2 separate regions of the Gossypium hirsutum genome follow, and region 1 is linked to region 2. A link is a contact called in public Hi-C data. All regions are on one chromosome and are shown on one strand. Each heading gives the region's core, a stretch centred on a gene start, on an enhancer-like site or on the middle of the called end of the contact. The rest is flanking DNA. Distances are from core to core; before and after follow the strand shown. Region 1 holds the start of LOC107953148 (dnaJ protein homolog). Region 2 holds the start of LOC107956506 (E3 ubiquitin-protein ligase PUB23).

What was found. A called contact is a pair of places that touch in the nucleus more often than the background predicts.
Region 1: a contact with region 2 is called in a Hi-C map of leaf, with 2.6 times the contacts expected there. The contact joins the promoter of LOC107953148 here to the promoter of LOC107956506 in region 2. A contact is called at or near these places in 2 of 34 Hi-C or Micro-C datasets (both in leaf).

What each region holds. Positions count from the first base shown.
Region 1 is chrA07:21,712,304-21,719,574 of Gossypium_hirsutum_v2.1, reverse strand. It overlaps LOC107953148 (dnaJ protein homolog), which reads right to left and starts at 5,099. Exons shown (of 6, transcript XM_016888386.2): 1 at 4,725-5,099; 2 at 4,454-4,619; 3 at 3,969-4,107; 4 at 3,601-3,877; 5 at 3,312-3,510; 6 at 2,739-3,235. The coding sequence starts at 4,874. The coding sequence ends at 2,916. LOC107953149 (probable receptor-like protein kinase At1g49730) reads left to right here. Exons shown (of 7, transcript XM_016888387.2): 1 at 1-244; 2 at 984-1,239; 3 at 1,447-1,499; 4 at 1,575-1,642; 5 at 1,801-1,890; 6 at 1,992-2,055; 7 at 2,135-2,576. The coding sequence starts at 181. The coding sequence ends at 2,439.
Region 2 is chrA07:21,532,652-21,540,044 of Gossypium_hirsutum_v2.1, reverse strand. LOC107956506 (E3 ubiquitin-protein ligase PUB23) reads right to left here and starts at 3,516. Exons shown (of 1, transcript XM_016892142.2): 1 at 1,845-3,516. The coding sequence starts at 3,287. The coding sequence ends at 2,070. It overlaps LOC107953113 (a long non-coding RNA gene), which reads right to left and starts at 125. Exons shown (of 6, transcript XR_005930499.1): 1 at 19-125.

The sequences.
Region 1 (7,271 bases), core at 3,850-6,349, 180 kb before region 2:
GAGATGGAATCTCAATGTTTTTTTTTATTTAATTACCGAAAATCGGATTCTTGGGTAATACAACGACATGACAATTAGTAATTAAGTATTTGACTGCCGCAGAACCAGGGTCATATAAGTTAACCCAAGAGAACAAAAGAGAAGTGGCGTTTCAGAAAGAGACAGACTGTTGTTTTGGGAATGGATCCTATGATCCGGAAACTCAGATTTCGTCTTCTTGCATGGCTTCACCGATCTCGCTCCGGTAACCGCCCCCCCCTCTTTTTCCTTTAATTGTTTAGTGCAAAAAAATAAAACATAACCGTTGGACTCAAACTCACTGTCTTTGTCTGTTAAGACTGTCATGTTTTTTAGATTAACTGTTGTTTTCGTTTTATGGGAACTTATAGTTATTTTTAGGTGGGATTTTACTAAGGGTTAATTGGTTTTTTTTTTTTTTTGTAATTGTTCATGAATCACGATCCTAGAGAAAAGTTTTGATGGAAATTGGTGGATTTTTAGCTTTGATCATGCTGGTTTAAAATTGGGTTTAATAATTTCTGGTGAATTTGGTTTTGGAGGTTTTGAAAGACTGTAATGAGATTGAACTTGGTAAAGTTGAAATCTTGAAGAATGATATTGCCAGCTCTGAAGATTCTTAGCTAATCTATTTACTTTTTATCAGTTTCAATGGTGCTTAGGATGGTAAATCAATTAGGTTTCAACCTATATATCTCCGTGTATGTGTTGGACAAGATGTCTTTGTGTCTGCATATATGTAATAAATCTTGATCATATGCTGTCCCATTGTTTTTTAATTAGATCAGAGAAGAAACATTATAAGAACTTGTTAAATATATTGGTATTAGCAAATGCAATGGATAAAATTTTGAAAACTTGGCAGTGCATTTGGTTTAAGAGGGTTATTATTGTGAGTTTGTCCAAGATGTGTTGCATTGTCAATTATGATCATACATCATCCCCTTTCTTTTGTTATTTTTCAGGACCAATCTTGTTTGTGAAGAAGTTCTCATACAAAGATGTAAAGAGGGCAACCGATGGCTTCCACAGGATAGTATACAGCAATTCCCATGGGGCTGCTTATAAGGCCAACTTTGAAGGAGGTGAAGTTGCTTTGGTAAAAGAAGCAAGAGCTTTTGATGAAGGGAAAGAAAGTTTCTATCGAGAAGTGCAATTCTTGGGGCGATTGCATCACCGCCATCTTCTTGCGCTTAGGGGGTTTTCCACAGGGCAGAAGAGGTTGATGTCTAACTTTCATGTTCCTTCCCTTTTCTGATTTGCTTGCTTTTAGACAAATTGTAGAGGCTTGATTTCGAAAAAAGAAAAAAAGTGTGCAGCAGTTGACACTTGACAACATCAAATGAAAGATTCATGTGTGTTTCCGTAGCTTCTACAATCAAGACATCATGCATAAAGATTCATCATAGTTTTGCTTTATCTTTGCAGGTTATTAGTGTTTGACAATATTGAAAATGGAAGCTTGAAGGAGCATTTTAATGGTAAATCTATAAAGCATGATTTATATGTACTTGCAAAAACTTCATTTTGTGTTTTTAAACACTGGCTCTTGACAGATCCTCTCAGGACTCCTTTGAATTGGAAAGCAAGGCTACAAATAGCTGTAGGTGTGGCAGCAGCATTGGTAAGTCGCAAACTCAAGTATCGAGAGTCTGTGGGTGAGGGAGGAGATTACCGATACAGGGTTTCAAACCCGAAATATACTCAACCTTACTTTGTAAAATTTTTTCTCTGCATATTAGTTTGATCTCTGTATAACATAATGCATACACTATACCGCAGGAATACTTGCTTCTTTTCAGTAACCCACCTGTTTATCATGTCTCCATCAGCTCAAGCAATATCATGTTAGACGAAAACTTTACAGCAAAGGTCAACTTTCATTCCCTTTTGATGTTAGCATTTGTATAGTTAACACTGACATCATAAGAAGATAATAAAAAGTAATGGCCATTATTCTTTCTTTAAAACAGCTATCAGACGTCGGCCTTCTCAGTTCAATTGGAACTTATGTTCCTCATTCCTCGTGTTCAGAAGGTGAGGTGATACCATAGCAAGAGTTGCTTTCCATCCCAATGTGTGTTGATAGAATATGATATTCATTGTTTGGTTGCAGAATGCATGGATCAGGAATGTGGCAACATAGTCTATCAGCTTGGGGTTCTGATATTGGAGCTAATAACAGGGCAGTCATCGGAGCAAGGGGGCACCGATTTAATCCAATGGGTCCAAGGATCTCGGCTAAGCAGTTCCATCCATATGATGATAGATCCAGATCTAGGGAACAATTATGATGCTAGGGAGCTTAAGAAGCTTTTGGTTGTAGCAAGATTATGTATAAAATCCAAGAGTAACCCAAAGTTTCCGGTCTCACAGGTATTTCGTTTTCTGCAGAAAAAGGTACACATTCCCCGAGATTAAGTGTTGGTAAGCAGAGTTTAGTTTTGTTTTGTACAAAGAATTTCATTTATTTTATTTATAGAAACGAAGTTGGAGTTCATTCATTCATGGAGATTTTGCAAGACTAGAACAAATCCAATAAATAAAGAATTGTTTCATTCTGTTTTCAATCATAATGGAATAGAAATGCATGCAAATATGGTACTAGTCTTATTGTTAAAGAAGATTTGGTGCACATGTTGCTAAAATCAAGAGTGGAGGATCCTAGACTGAAAGTGTGGAAATCTTAACTGAGAAAACATTAATTGAAAATAAATAAATAGCCTACAGAGAAATCGACATTTTCTATAAAAATTGTCTGGTAAACAAAGAACACTTCCGGACTGCAACAGAGCAGACTTGCAAAAAAAAACCATACAGTCCCAGTTATGTTACTGTGAAGATCAGCTTCCATAAACCTAGGAATACGAATACTACTCAAACTCAGCTCCAATTCATTACTGTTGAGCACATTGCACTCTCTGGGCACCACCATGCGTATCCTCATCTTCATCATAGGCTTCCTGAGCTACCTGCTGCTTCCTCCTCATCTCCTCTTCAATGTTCACATCGTGTAGCGTGGTCTCCTCACACTCATCTAGCTCCATATCAGTCAAATGAGATGTTGGTTTTGGCGGCAGAATAGCCTCAAGTGCCTTAATCTGATCAGGGTTCAATGAATCAGGGAATTCAACGGTGAAGTGAATGTACATTTTGCCCTTGATGAATGACCTCTGGTACAGGGGCATCCCCTCATCATTGATTGCCTTAAATGAATCTGGGATAAAATGTTACACAAGTTAAAAACCAAGCAATGCAAAATAAGAAAGCCTTAAATGTCCCCGACTACTTACCAGGCTTAACAACCTCTCCAGGAATCGACTTGATTAGAAGTTGTCGACCATCAAGATGGGTAACCACAAACTGGAAGCCACACAAAGCTTCAGTTAGAGCCAATGTATGTTCCACAAACAGGTCTTCTCCCTTTCTCTTGAATTTTGGATGGTCTTTCTGCTGAAGGACAAAGACTATGTCCCCTGTAATGGTATCGGGCTGCAGAGCACACCAAACATCAATAAAAAATCAGTTAGGCCCCATGTTACGGTGCATATACTAGACTAATTATTGAATCATAAAACATACAGCCTCATCAGCTTCGCCTGGGAACGTAATCTTCTGTCCGTTCTGCATACCCTTTTCTACAATGACTTCCAGCACTTTCTTCTCCTGAACAACCTTCTCACCTTTACACTGAGGGCAGCGGTCCTTGTCATTTATCGTCTCACCCGTACCCTTGCATTCATTGCAAGGATGTTGCATTTGCTGAATCATGGAAGGACCAAGGTGCCTGACTGAAATCTTCATACCAGAACCCTGGCAACCAGGGCATTGCATTGAAGCTCCAGATTTCGAACCCTTGCTGTAATAAATAACACAATTACATGTAAGCAAATACTACCAACAGTTCCAAACATAGGGGAAAAAAGGAAAGAAGAAAACTATTAACTTACCCACTGCACTTGGAGCATATCACATTGCGGGAAAGTGAAAGCTTCTTTGAGGTCCCAAGGTAAAGATCCTCCAGAGACACCTTCAGGGGATGAACTACATCCTCTCCCCGTCTCTGTCTCCTTCCTCGACTGCTAGCACCTGGTTATCCACAATAACACCATGATGCAATCATCCTAATCTCCATAAAATTCTACCCCACAAAAACCATACAATTATCAAATTTCTCAACCATTTATCAGTATAGCACCAAGTCATCAAACAAGCCGATATTCAAGTGTTAAATTTAGAACGAAAGTGATTATGCTCCTAAAAGACAATCCAACATTAAACAACATAACAATGGTTTCAAATACCGGAGCCTATTCTTCAGTCAGAATCCTCTAAATAAGAAAAATAAAATCGACTATATCCTTAAACCCAAGAAGACATTCCAGAACGGAAGGAAAGTAATACTCAAATAACCCTATTTTAAACTAATCCTCACCTCCAAAGGGACTACCACCGAAGAAGGATGAAAATATATCAAAGGGGTCATGAGCCGCGGCTCCACCACCCATTCCTTCCTTGAGAGCATCCTCACCGTACTGATCATATATCTCACGTTTCTCAGGATCACTCAAAACCTCATAAGCTTGAGCTAACTCTTTAAACTGCCAATCAACCAAAACACAAAAAACAAACCCAGCAAGCAAAATTAGCGATAAAACGATTACACCCACAATTAACCAGAAAAAAACAAGAAGCAAAGATTGTACCTTTTCAGGATCACCACCTTTGTCTGGATGGTTTTTAATGGCGGCTTTTTTATAAGCTTTCTTTAAATCATCGTGGGAAGCATTCTTGGAAACACCCAGAATCTCATAGTACCTCGTATTATCACTCTTCTTGGGTGCTCTTCCAAACATCTTTTTTTATCTTTTTTTGTTTTTTTTGTTTTCAGCAGTCTAGTGTATCAAAACAACTTTCTTATTCACTTTATTTCGGGGGAGAGAGAGAATAATAACACAACAGAAAGCCCTGAACCAGGAAAAGAAGAAAAGAATAAATCAAAATGGCGTGGTTCCGACGTAATTGGGATGGACTCCCTTTTATACGACCAGATTGTTTAATGTGGACTATTGAGATTTGGCATCCCTTTTCTTGTTTCCAAGTCTCTACAACCTTTACCATTTCTTTAACAAATATTTTAAATTTTATTCATAGATGGAGTGAGTGATAAAGGAATTTAAAATTTAATATTATTAAACAGTCATTAACTTTTTTATTTTTTATTTAAACATAAAATAAAAATATTAGAAGTAAAATTGTGATAATAATATTAATTACAATTTTTTTAAAAAAATATTTCTATAATTTTATAATTAAATTAGTGATTCGATTAAGAGTGAACCCAACTCAATAAAATACTTTAATAATAAATTTGATAAAAGAATTTATAATACTTAAAATTTATCACAGCTTTAATTTAACTTTTATAGAAAATAATTCTTCTTAAATATAATATGATTTAGAAATAGAAATAAATTAGAATAAAGTAATAAAATTTATCAAATATCTAAAATGAGCCATCCTCCATCCATTCAAGTCACGATCAGAGCACGAATACAAGGACTTAGTATGCAGGATCCTAGGCCAAGCCAGCAAACAATTGGAATCGTTTCTACCACCCAACAGATGGGGATCAACCCTATGCTGGTCACTACAAGATGGCAACCTGGTACCACAAGTCATTGAAGCATGCATCCATTACACTGTGTGTCAGATTATAGGCTTTGGCAGGCTGGCTTGCAAGAGCCTGCTGGAGACCAATGAGAGTCTTATGTTAGAATATACGAGGCATGGGTTAGTTCCGGATATTTTATGAATGCATGAAATTAACCCAAGGGTATAGCGTCTATGTGTTCCCATATGTATCAAGGTGGCCGGAAAGCTAGGTTTTGACTACTGTACGAGGGTATAGATAGCACTGGGAAAGGAGGGGGCTTAGTAATTATGTGGATAAAAGAAAAGCATCAAATCTTTGCTTATGTCGAGGATTCGCCCAATCATTTTTGGTTATCACTAATATACGGCCATCCCTCCCTTTCACTTTGAGCAGCCGATGAGCTTCAAAATTATGAAGGGCCATGACTTTCCTTTTCTGGATGGGAAATTAAATTGGTATTAATTTAATTTTGAAAGTGGAAGGGAAATAGGGCCTTTTCTATCTTAAATTAGATTTTGTTTAATTTTTGCTTTAATTAACTTAAAATCAATTTTAAATACTTTTTAAAAATTTTCACATGAATTAGAATTGATATTTGGATATCCACTTACGTTTGTTGTTTGAAAAAATGAATTTATTTTAAATAAAATTATATTTTTAGAGTGAGAACCTCGTTTCATAAGATATGGTATTTCCATATTTGAAAAACCGAAGAGACCAAAAGAAAAGAAAAAGAAAAATTATTTTCTTTGATTTTTCTGCTTTAGAAGTATAAATAAATAAGTAAAAACTTGAAAATAAAAATAAAAATTTTAGTTGAGTGGTAAAATTTTATTGATGTAAATATTATAAGATCAAATATCACCTATACAAATTATTTATTGTTTTTAAATTAAACCAATAAACTACACTCGAATAATATAAAGATATTTTGTAATTTTTTAACTTAATTAAATAAATTAAATTGATTTATTTTATTTTTTTAGAAACTAAATTACTTCTAATCATTTGACAAAAAATAAATACTTCTTATGAAGCAATTACAGCGATAGCTTTTAAATTGAGAATCAAATTGTTTTTAACCCTTAGATCAAAATGAATAAATCTAAACTTTAGATTCAAGATTTAATCTACTTCACTAAAATAAAGAGCACAACACCCAATATTTCCTCTCTTCTTTTTTTTTCTTTTCATTGTGTGATACAAGTTTTAGGTTGAAAAAAATTTGGAGAATCTCTTGCACTACATTTGGTTCAATACAATAAAATGAAGTTGTAATGGAATAGAGCCGTAATCAGTAATTAAATTGTATGGTTGAATGGATTGGAATGGAATAAAACTGTAATAGTATTCTTATGTTTGATTGAATGAAATATATGTTTGATTGAATGAAATATATGTTGTAATAACATAAGCAAAAAAGTTGAAATGACCAGAGTACCCTTAGTAGAATTTTCTTTTAAGTAGATGATTATTGTTATTGCTATTAAATTTTAATAGGATTATTATTAAATATAATTTAATAAAAATAATAAATAATTTAATCATATTTTAATATAATTATTAAATAAAATTTAATAACATTCTCAACATAATT
Region 2 (7,393 bases), core at 2,267-4,766:
AAACAATGAAATAGCTACCTTACTCAGAATAATCCCTGAATGGAATCACAATTCCATCCAAGCAAACATAGCGCTAAAGTTTGCTTCCATTACACAGTTTACCTGAAAACGTTAACACATTAAAAAAATATCAGCTGCCTCCTTCAACCAATCAAAAGTTGCCACGTGGCAAATTTTTGGTAAAAACACTTAAAATTACAAAAGAATCATAAATTTGTAAAAAAATATAAAATATTTAAAATTTGAAAAAAATAAAAAAGATTATATAAAATCAGTAAAATTTTATAAATAAAATAAATTATTTTTAAAAAATAAAAATTAAATTAAATTCAAAAAATAAACATGATATATTAAAATTCTCTGAATTATAAAAAAATTATAAATCCAAAAAATAAAATTATAAAAAAATTATATATCAAAAAGCTTTCTCGACACTTCTCATCTACTTTATATTTTCTTTATTTTTCTTGGTTTGTCGTTTTTTTTCTTGATTTGGTGTTTTTTTAAGGTTGAGGCTTTGTGTCTGTTCTTTTTTTTTTCATTTTTCTTTTTCTGGGTTTTCAATTTTCAACACTGACGAAAGTTGGTAGAAATTTTTATATTTTTATTGAAAAAATAAAACGCATTTAATACAGTATTCATCTGGCGAGTATGCTTGCTTCAATTCTTTTTTAACTTTTCTGGGTTTCGTAAAACATGACAGAAAGTTTTGGGAAAATGATTATGGGTTTTGAGCCATAAGTTTTGCTAATTTTTTTTATATTTTTAAAATTTTAAATGAATTTTTAGATTTTTATATACTTTTCGAAATTTTCATAAATTTTATATACTTTTTTATATTTTTAATTTTAAAATTTAAATTTTTTTTACATTATATATATTTTTATGAATTTTACATTTCTAGCAATATTTTTTTTTACAAATTTTATGATTTTTTTGTTAATTTTTAAGTTTTACCGAAATGCGCCTCGTGGCGTCTTTCGACTGGCTAGAAGAGGCGGCCGGTTTACAGTGTTAACTTTTGGGGGTAAACCGTGTAAAGGAAACAAACTTTCAGTCCTGAAATACTTTAGGGGCAATTTGCTCAATAAGCCTATTTTGTATTTAATTGTTTGCCAATTGCTTTATTTTACTTTGTTTTATTTATATTTTAATTATTTTAAAAAAATAAAAATAAATTTAACATTTTAAAATATATTAATGCTTAATTTTCAATATTAACAAAAAAAAACGAAATGAATATATTGATGAATGTATTAAATTAATTTCTATATTATTAAATGAAGTAATTTAGTGGGGAGAATTTTAAAAAAGCCTTTTTTAATTTAATGACTTGAATATTTTAAGATAAAAAATTATATGGATTTTAAAGCATTGAGTTGGAAATTTTACCATCAGACTAATCCCAAAACCCGTAGAATCTGAAAGCTCAAATTTGAGAAAATACCCAAATTCAATCTATTTTCCTATTTACTGCATTCATTAAAATAATTCAATGTCTGTTAGGGACTAATTTAATATAATTATAAAACAAGGAAATGATAAACACCCAATTTTGCCCTGCACCACTCCAACTTGAAAAACACCACGTTTTATTTGTTTTCCTTTCCAAAGTCATTTTCCAGCAATTAACCTTTGATTGCGGAAATTCCCTACCAATTTTCATCTCATCAAACTCACTTTTTACTTTCTTCCACTCCCCCGTGTGTTTCACGTGGTCTTTTTTTTTAATTTAATTTAATTTTAATGAAACTTCTTTATAAACAAAAAAATTATAAAATCACCGACAAAAGCAGACTAGTAATAACAATAAATTTATAATTTTATTGAAAAATGCTCCTTTAGCATTCTCTTTTGTTCATCTTTTTAAATTATTACAATAATAAAGGTCCATGAGTAACCAAATATCGAATTGATATTTTCCAAGGCAACTATTCTCACTAAAACACAACCAAATATCATAAATTTTCCTATAAACATTTAAAAGGCAATGGTATTTGATTATTGATCACTCTTTATCATAATCTTTCAACTTAAAACTGAACTACTTAATAAATTTGTGACCGGGGTTACCTTTGGTACCTGGTTAACAGATAAACAGCAATACAGGGAGAACCATTCCATAAGGTGGAGTGTAATCTAAGGATTCCTCTGGCTTTCTCTTTGACATATGCGGCACAATCTGCTTGCATTACCATGCAAAGCTTTGTTACTGCCCCAACCTTCAACATCTCTACAAGTACATGATTTGTTGCAGCATATTTGGAGATTGATTTAAGTATTTGAACAGCTCGATCATCTGTCGCCGGAGAGACTCTTAGGATCCTTTTAGCCACCATGGCTATGCTCCCGGCGTGGCCTAGAAATTGAGCTCTTCCATCGGCACATGAACAGAGATGTGCCAAGAGATTGATGATCAGTTCCGTGACATGCTTTTCGGGTTTCTCCAGCTCAAATTCGATGAGCTCGAAAATCACATTGGCTTCCATCATTTTGGATTTGTTTCTTCCCCAAAGACATGTTTGGATCAAGATGTGCAAGGCGGATTTGGTAGCTTGTTGAGAGGTTTTGGATTTCAGTACCCGTAACATTTGTTTGAAGAATTCGGGTTTCAACTTCTCCAACAACCTTGAATTAGTGACTTCAATCACCCTTTTCAAGATTACCATTACATGAGTCCTGACAATAACAGGATTCTCAGTCTCACACAAAAGAATCCATGTCAAACAGTCTATGAAATCGCAATTTTGATTTACAAGAGCCTTGATTTCACTACATGGTGTCCAAATAAGATGCAGAATCCTCAAAGCTTGTTCAAGACAGCTAATTTTACCTTGTCTGTGACATGTGATTAATAACAAAATTACAGCCTTCGGGACACCTGCTTCCTCCAGACATTTCCGGTTCCTCTCATTGTCCTTGGCAAGGACTTCCATTTTCTTCAAAGCGTTCATATACAAACTAGGGACCCCAAAGTCACGAATGAGTTTAACAACACGGCTCTTGCTGACAGGAGTTTTGGGTGTGGGAACTAAATCCATGCCATTACTTGCATTTGCTGCAGACCATGCCTGAATCAGCCGCCACAGCGTGTGGTTGGGTGTTAAATCAGAATCCGATGGCAAAGCCTGCTTGGTAACGGGGCAGGTCGTGTCCTTTGAAGTCTTCAACCATTGCTCTATGCTTTCCCTGTCGTAAGTGATGCCTGTAACCGCTGTAACAGGGTCCTTCATGATTTGCAGTGATATTGGACAGATGAAATATTGAGGTATTTCTATTTCATCCATTGATTAGCTCAAATTCTAAGATGCTGAAAATTGCCGAGTTTGCTTAAGAAATACAGAGATGTATACAAAACTGATTAGTCAGGCCACAATGATATGAAAAAGAGACTTACATTGTACATATTTAATTGCGATGGATTGGAAGACTAAAACATTTAGACAATTTGTAAGCAAAGGAGAATTCCGAGTATTCTTAAATGTGTTCTAATTTGTGTACTTGGGTTTAATTAATGTAGCATGCAACAAAGTTTAGAATTTCAATTCTAATATTTTACTAAAAAGAACAAATGTTTTGTTACACGTATAGTATTTACAACCCTAAAAAACCAAAACTAATGTTTTATCTATATTCAGCTGGTTCTACTATTTTCTTGTTTTACCGGTCATAGATTCGCGTGTGAGGGCTTCAATGGTCAAAGCAAGAGGAATAATACAAATCACATTGGTTAGAAGTTTCTTGGGGCTGGTAATTGACCACCACCAGTTGGCAATGGTTTATTGGTCAGGCTGTATGCTTCACGCTAAGAAAAGGCAATGGTGGTCCTGGCCTGCCCCATAAAAACTCCTAGATGCCGGGTGTATGAGTAGTAAACTATGGATTATTATGCTTTTAAAAATTCAATTCAAAGTAGGTAAGATCAGGGCAAAATTTGTAGGCCGCACAACTTGGGGCAATGGGACTTTTGAGGAAAAAGAGAAAATACCAAACCAAAACCATATATAATAACGTCTTGATAATGTAATTAGATAATAATAATAAAAAAAGGTTAATTAGGTTATATATCATTTTATTAAAAAATTAAAAGACTATAAATATAAATAAATTTTTAAATGGAATAATGTTATTTGATTCAGTTATATAAACAGATATTATTAATACATAAAATGTAAATTATATATTCTTTTCTAAAATAAGTAAGGATACTCTTAAATATTAGACTCCCATAACATCATTAGTGACCTTATTCCACACACTCAAAGATTTGCAGTGTGATACTCTTGGTTTTTGAACATTATAAGAACCTCGGTTTGCTCTCTGTCTGATTCAATGTTCAGACAAATGGTCAGACATGTGTTCAAACAATAGCTACTCAAACAAATATTTGAACACAAGTTCGAACAGAACACAAGTATTAATTAAATAAGAGGAGGGGAGAAATAAATACAAATTTGTTAATGCAATCCAGATTCACAAATCTACTCTACAGGGCTTCACTTACTGAATGGTTCTTATTCAACAATCTTCCGGATCACGTATTAGTTAAAGCCCAATCTACCATTATACAAAGAAGTAATTGTAGCCCCAATAATGAACCCAATTATTACAAGTCACTCAACCCAAATGACTTTACAATGCAATTAGTAAAATTATCCAATAACAAGCTTAACACAAGAGTCCAAAATACCAAGTAAATGATACACAAATAGCTCGCCAAAACAACTAAAAAAAGGCACTCTCATATGAACAGCACAACAACCACCAAATTGCTCGCCAAAATCTATAGCTTCGCCAAGTAGTTTTGATAAGATAAAACCCTTAATTATAATCTAAATATATTTTTCCAATAATTATCGCAAAATAAATCCTTATCAACCAAGTAAAAACAATTGATAAATCACCAAATAAATAACTTGAAGAATAAGTGTAAGTCTTATGGGATAAGATCTCATAGTCCCTTCAATCATCCAAATTTGACCACTATCGTTTGGGATGAAATAAAACACATTCAGGGACTCTTTTGCTTATGGAGAAAACACTTGTGAAGGCCCAAGTAAAAAAGCCAACATTTCACATAAGTTGTCCCAAGGTCTTGTCTAAACAGTTGCCTAAATAATTGTTTAAACATGCAGTGTTCAAACAAGTGTTTGAAAAAGAGTCAATTTAGCCATGGACAACCTTGGTCCTAACAATCTCCCTTTTTGGCTTTTTGACAGAACATAAGCAAATGATTAGAACTCCGCCTATATTATCATGCCATATAAACATATGAGATACCAAAAACAAATCAACATAACTCATAACAAATGACGTCCAATACACCAACATTGCTCATACAAGAGCACAAATTAACTTCCCCCTAAAACATGACACTATAGTAGCAAAATCATAAAAGCCAACAACAAGGATAAACCAACAAGCTCTCCTTAAAAAATACAGCAACATTAGCAAAAATCAACAACAAGCAACTATCAACTTATCTCCCCCTTTTTGTCAAAAGGCTAAAAGAATCCCCCTATTAGTTATGTTCTATTCCATTCTTTGTTCAAACATGAGTTTAAACATCTATGTTTATTTCAGTTCAACATTTTCTTTCAAAAAGTAATGAGCCTCAACCCAACTTCACGTGAAAATAAGTTCATCTACATGTACTTCCAATCACCAAAAATGGATGCGTGCTAAAAAAATAGCCACCAAGTTAAATAATCTCAAATGCATGAACCATAGTCAACATAAACATGAACCATACCATACCAAAATCAACAAACTTACTCCCTCTTACTCTATGCTCCCCTTATTTGTTTTGCCTTAAGTTTATTTAAGGGGATAAGATGATACCTTTTCAATAGCAAGGGTTATAACTCGTGGAACAATAAGTATCTTTTTCCACAAGATGGAGTATGTTTGACCTTTGAAATATCCTCAATATGATTAACGTGAATTACAACCTCATGCTTCACTTGAGCATCAGTAACTTGATGATATTTAAAGCTCAAATGTGGACTTCACACCAAATTGTCTTGTTCTTCTACCTATCTTAACGATTGTTTGAACAATTATTGTACTGGATTTAACTTTCCAGAAGCCATTTTGGAACTTGAAACAATAAGGCCTAATATGGCCAACCTTTCCATAGTAATGACAAATCATTCTCTTTGTTTTATTCTTCAATTTCATTTTGTTGCAAACAAATCGCTATTTAAGTGATGTTCTATTCAGTTTTGCAATATTAGATTGAAAAATCATTGTTTTTCTCCATTTTTGATCTTTCATTAGCTTGTAACAATGAAATTTAATATGCTCGGCCTTTCTGCAATAAAAACAAATATATCTCTAGTTTTCTGTCACTTGTCTCAAAAGAAGAAGTAGCGACCATCCTTTAGATTTAACAAAATTCATAGGAGATAGGTTTTTTTGACTATGTTCATCATGACCAAGTTTAGGTCATACAACAACAAATGACTAATCACTTTCTTTAATAGTTTTGTCAAGCATCTCATTAGCCTTTTTGAGATCAACATTTATAAAATCCATTATTGCACTTTCATTTTGAACTTTTGATTCTCATCCTTGAAGATACACACTTCCTCTCAAATCATCATTCATCAAACACACAATTTCCAAATTTTAATCATTTGGAAATATGCATTTTCAGGAGTACCAATGTCACAGTCAGATTCTTTAGAAGTTTCATACGCTGTCTAAAAAGGTGTTTGAACAAGTTGGAAAAGCTACATAGTTTCCCAAATCTTCATCCATATCAGAACTATTTTCTCCATCACTCCGAGTGATAGCAATAGAATTCTTCTTCTTGTTGGTATTAGCATATTCATACTGGATATGACCATGACCTTTGCATTTAAAACATTGAACAACCATTTTCTTTGGTTCTGAATTCTCCCTCTTCATATGAGTCTTTATTGTTCCACCAGAAACTAATTTTGTTCCCTTTTTAGAGGGTTTCTTCATGCTCTTTTGAGCAAGGCTAATTTCTCATTGATCTTATTAGTAGCCTCCTTAGTCAATTTTCTTATCTAATTAGGTATTAATTTCCACGCTTTGCTTTTCTAGATTTAGCTCAAAGGTTTTAAATAAACCAACCAACTCATCCAATTTAAGAGTGGTGATATCTTTGGCTTCTTCTATTGCTGTGACCTTGATAACAAAACGTGTTAGCAGTAACATCGGAACTTTTCTCACCAATTTCAAATCAGAAAAACATTTACCAAGACAAAACGCCACATTAAATATGTCACAACTAGTATAGAAATTTTAAATAGTTTCATCTTCATTCATTTTAAGATTTTCGAATCTGGAAGTCAAGATTTGTAATATAAACATTTTGACAATAACATTCATGTAACAACCTGTTTCTCAATAGTGTTGAAAA